2 separate regions of the Danio rerio genome follow, and region 2 is linked to region 1. A link is a contact called in public Micro-C data. All regions are on one chromosome and are shown on one strand. Each heading gives the region's core, a stretch centred on a gene start, on an enhancer-like site or on the middle of the called end of the contact. The rest is flanking DNA. Distances are from core to core; before and after follow the strand shown.

Region 1 (2,700 bases), core at 87-2,586:
TTGAATCAGTGTATCATTTACTGAATATTCACTCTGAATGGATCATTTGAATCAGTGTATCATTCACTGGATACTCACTCTGAATTGATCATTTGAATCAGTGTATCATTCACTAGAAACTCACTCTCAATAGATCGTTTGAATCAGTAAATAATTTACTAGAGACTCACTCTGAATCGATCGTTTGAATCAGTGTATCATTTACTGGAGACACACTCTGAATAGATCATTTGAATCTGAGAGTCATTAACTGGAGACTCACTCTGAATGTATCATTTGAATCAGGGAGTCGTTTTCTAGAGACTCAGTCTGAATGGATCATTTGAATCAGTGAATTTACTGGAGATTCCATCTGAATGGATCATTTGAATCACTGAATTTCATACTGGAGACTCACTCTGAATAGATTAATTGAATTAGTGAGTCATTTTCTAGAGACTCACTCTGAATAGATCATTTGTATCAGTGAATCACTTACTGGAGACTCATTCTAAATCGATCATTTGTCTCAGTGTAACATTTACTTTAAACTCAAACTGAATGAATCAATTAAATAAGTGAGTCATTTACTGGAGACTCACTCTGAATTGACAACAATCACGACCATTAGAAAAGTATGTTTTATGTAGTATGAATGTGCGTAGTATGAATGGAATTCGGACGTACTGCATCCTCCATTTGTTATTACATACAGTAGATATTTTTGATGTCTCCTTTAGCTGAACCATACATTTCAGGTTTTCGAGTCTCTTCTAATGTTCTGATGCTTTGATTCAAGTGTGTTTGAATAAGAGGTGGAAAGTGTGTACTGTTGGTGTGCCTACAGGAACAGGGTTGGGAAACACTGCTATAGACTACTTCCATATGCATAAGGCCATAATGTACTCACAATAAAGGTAGATAATCGTGTGCAGTATTATGCAGACATTTAGATCATCATAACCACAGGTAAAACCATACATGTAGCACCTCATTAAAATATTGGAATTAACTGAGAGGTTTCTCTGATAACTGTATGAAAAACTCCAGCATAGAAAACCCGACAGGGATGATAAACAATGCTCTATAGGACTTGTGCTGTAGAATTCAGGAGTCATAGAGTAGGACAGATTTGTGTAAGGAAAAATACCAAAATGTCAGTCTATTCTAATAGTCAAAAGCAGAAAGGTAGAGTTAAATTATTAGAGGTCTGCTCTTAATACACAGATGAACTATGCGAGACATTATCAGACCTCAAACAGTCAGTCAGTCAGTCAGAGCAGTCAGTTCTGACCCCATACTGCAGGGGGCAGCGTGACGGCAGAGCTACAGCCGACTCCTAGCAATCCGGGCCAAAAAACAGACATGGAAATTAGTCAAAGAATAAATAGCTCTTACAGCTGCCACTGCTCTTTGTCAAGCTTGTATCCGAGCCACGGTCAGAAACAGGGCTGGAGTTTTATGATAAAACTTTAGAGGGAAATAAAAGCTCCCCTCCTCTGCTAATATTCCCGACCAGCTGAGATCCAGACACAAAGCTCGGCACCCAAAACACAGCGAGATCCAACGACCAGCTTGTTGAAATTGGCTTGACGCTCACCGTTGAGGACGAGGCTGCTCTTTTGGCAGCCAAGCGGGAGAGAGTAGGAAGAGACGGATGAGGAGAAGAGGAGAGAGAGCAGGAGAAAAACAGCACGCCGCTGCATTAAGCACTTTTTATTAGTGTTATGTTTCTGCGCCGAGCATCTGGGCTAGTCTGGAGATCTCTCACAGGAGGTGATTAGGAGCTTCTGAGCTGAAGAAAAGGCCCTGATCTGGCGCCCGCCGCGATCTCGGCACCTCACACGGCACATCAATAACACACCAATACCAGCTCTTACATTTAACACTTACAACAACAACACCATGATAGACAAGTTTTTACTGCATGAGTTGATGTAATAAGTTTTTTTATTTATTTTTTGGTCAAGTTTTTATTTATTTTTTAATTTTATTTATTTAGGTTTTTATTGGACGCTATTTGATCGCTATACCTATAGGGTGCCAATTATAAATAATAAATTTAATTGTTAATTGATGGTCAACTTTTTTTGTAATGTTATTGTGTTTAATACATGCTTCAGTGAATCATTAGTTTATTAATTTTCTTGTCGGCTTAGTCCCTTTATTAATCTGGGGTCGCCACAGCGGAATGAACCGCCAACTTATCCAGCACATTTTTACGCAGCGGATGCCCTTCCAGCCGCAACCCATCTCTGGGAACTTCAGTGAATCAAAATGATGTATTTATTTAAATTTTGTTAATGCAACTATTCAAGTTTTCAGTGTTTTGAGGGATATTTAGTACATTCTGTATTCTCTAATAAGCTATTTCAGAGGTTGCTTGTTAAGCTATATGAACTATGCTTATAATTTGACTTTACTTTGAGGTTATATGTAGATTCAAACAGCTGTTTTTCAAGAAAAGTGTCTTATGAACACTTATAACGTCTATCTGTACTCTAAATCTGCCAGTTTTAGACTGCTGAATGAATTATTTTCTCACAGACTCTTACTTTCTCCATTTTAGGGGTGGTAAATTTATATTTATTGTATTAGATATCATTTTAATTATTAATATTATATAAGATACAGATCAGAGAAAACTATGTCTTACTATTAAAGGGGTGAGCCCATCATACATCTTGTTTTAATGTCCTTCAAACATTAAGGGGCACACTC
Region 2 (2,700 bases), core at 69-2,568, 280 kb after region 1:
TATAATAATTTAGTTTGATCACTTGTTATTTTTATTAGTCAAGAGAAGTATGTTGTTTATTATTTACATAAATGTGTCTGTCACACTGAATGACAACAGAACTTTTTTCACCAATATTTTGACATTGTGTTTTTTACAAAAGTTGTTTGCAACATTTAATCAGGCTTTTTATTTGCTTTTAATATGCTTTCTGTGTTTATAAAGTCACATTTGTAAATATAGTTTGATGCAGACAATATGCACGTCTTATGTTTGACCCACATGCACTCAAAACAAGTATCTAAAATTCTGAAATGCACAATAATAAATCATGAAACCTCTGAATGCATGTCTTTTTAAGTAGTATTGATGTTAAAGGAGTTCATATGTTTTGTCCAGACTCCAGAGAAGTTATCAACAATATCTGAAACTACTCATTGTCTTTAACATGTGGCTGGTGTAGGCCTAAAAAGCCACATGACCAGGTGTCTATTAACAGTTTGAGTTAGGAAGCTTCATGGATAAGTTAAACATGTAGTTATGTCATATTTGGAGGATATTAAAGGGTCTATTCATCTTCTTGCCTTTGTCATATATGCTTAGAATGCATAAACAATGAGGTTGTTATATTGATAAATAAATTTTAATTTTTAATTAGCTTATTGATTGCACGAGTTATAAATCAATAATAAATATCAGTTGATTCTTGCATGGTCGTCTGTATATTTTATCATTCTGCTTTATGGATTGCAACGTTTTTTTTCTGCAGTTTATATCCTATTGGTTAATATTGTGAACAAAACCCATATGACTGTTTTTACAAACGCTTTCTGATTGCCTAAATGATTAATTTAATGTTGTTTTATTGGCGATTTCTGTGTCTAAGACGCATAAGTCTACTGTTTCTAAGCCATTTGATAAATATACAATTGTGTGTGTTTGTTTATGTTGCGCGCTCTCAGCTTACCGTGAGAATTACGCGTTGTGCTCCTGACATCAGTTTGTTGATTGTTATTTACCGTCGTTTATTTAAAATAACGAGTGATCTTAGTCAGTGCACCACATGCAAATAGCACATTTAACGAATAAAGGTGTCCCATATCGCGTCAATCATCCATGCATCATGCATACAGCGACAGCAATGTGTGTGTACTGGAATGCATGCTCATATATGCGTGTAGCTTTCCCACAGAAGACAGCGCTGGTTGCCTCAATTGAGTGTTAGTTCCGCTCATCAGTGAAACAAGGTGTAAGGCGCGACATGCCCCCTCTTGTGCCCCCCAAATAGCACGGGACTTATTTGCAGTCAATCGCGAGGTTTATATTGAGGTGTTAGTCGGGCTATTGTCCAGCGTCGCTTTTGAAATGCAATGACACGATGACACAGAGTCGGGATATCCGGGACTCTATTTGAAGTCTGGGCACCAAGGGCCAATAAAAGTGGCCCTCCGAATTCAATAGGCGCATCGCTGGAATGCAGGTACACACCCGTTTACACGCGCCGCGTTTTGTGTGTGTGTGTGTGTGTGTGTGTGTCTGTGTGTGTGTGTGTGTGTGTGTGTGTGTGTGTGTGTGTGTTTGTGTGTGTGTGTGTGTGTGTGTGTGTGTGTGTGTGTGTGTGTGTGTGTGTGTGAGAGAGAGAGAGAGAGAGCATGTGTTTGTTTGCTTGTTTTGGTGTGATGAAACCGGCAAAGTATTCTTATGTCATTTTAAATAGTATTGCAATTCGTTCCGATGTCTTTCTGTATAAATTATCTATCTATCTATCTATCTATCTATCTATCTATCTATCTATCTATCTATCTATCTATCTATCTATCTATCTATCTATCTATCTATCTATCTATCTGTCTGTCTGTCTGTCTGTCTGTCTGTCTGTCTGTCTGTCTGTCTGTCTGTCTGTCTGTCTGTCTGTCTGTCTGTCTGTCTGTCAATTATCTTAGTGCAAATATCTACATTTCAAAGTGAAAACAAGATTATTTTACTTACCACATTGGCAAACAATTTTGTTTGTTTTAAGAGGAAACTCTTAATTTATTTTTAAGGTAAAAAACAAAACAATATTTTTTACTTGATCTAGGAATTTTTAGACATTTGGACTTGAAACAGGACAAAGAAGAAATAATTTTTTTGTAATGTAATTATTCCATTTCTGTACCTAATTACTGTTCAGCTCCCCATATAACTGCCAAATTGTGCTATCCCAACCATCTTTTTAATGCTGCAATATTTATCGCAGAAACGATCAGATTATTTCTAATATCTTGCTGACCTTATAGTGTAATTTATAAAGAAATAGCTTTTCGCCATATGTACAGGAAAGAAAATAACCTTTAATTTAATTCATTTGAATACAGTAACTGATAACATGTACTCTTGTAGCGTGTGATACTTGTAATTAGATCGATACATTTAAAAATTAGACCAAGAGATCAAAATCCCATGTAGTTGGATTATATATTAAAGAATGGCAGCAAATAATAGTTCATAATTTACTAAGCCAAAAGTTGAACTATACGAATTTGGATTACATTAATGACTGCAGTTAATGTAGAATCTATCTATCTATGCATTTTAAACAGTATTGCAATGCGTTCCGATGTCTTTCTGTGTATTTTTCATATCTATTTATCTATCTATCTATCTATCTATCTATCTATCTATCTATCTATCTATCTATCTATCTATCTATCTATCTATCTATCTGTCTATCTGTCTGTC

What was found. Hi-C and Micro-C count contacts between places; a contact is called where the count stands out from the background.
Region 2: a contact with region 1 is called in a Micro-C map of caudal fin, with 2.9 times the contacts expected there. The contact joins two enhancer-like sites. A contact is called at or near these places in 2 of 18 Hi-C or Micro-C datasets (caudal fin and embryo).

The regions. Positions count from the first base shown.
Region 1 is chr4:8,862,840-8,865,539 of GRCz12tu, forward strand. The region is part of intron 15 of erc1b (ELKS/RAB6-interacting/CAST family member 1b); the gene reads left to right. All of the region lies in intron 2 of LOC141381593 (a long non-coding RNA gene), which reads right to left. Among named protein-coding and RNA genes, the nearest start is that of erc1b, 160 kb to the left of the region's middle. Within about 2 kb of position 1,337, at least 6 of the 62 cell types and tissues checked have an H3K27ac peak or open chromatin away from gene starts, as enhancers often do.
Region 2 is chr4:9,140,668-9,143,367 of GRCz12tu, forward strand. The region is part of intron 5 of wnt5b (wingless-type MMTV integration site family, member 5b); the gene reads left to right. Among named protein-coding and RNA genes, the nearest start is that of adipor2, 28 kb to the right of the region's middle. Within about 2 kb of position 1,319, at least 5 of the 62 cell types and tissues checked have an H3K27ac peak or open chromatin away from gene starts, as enhancers often do.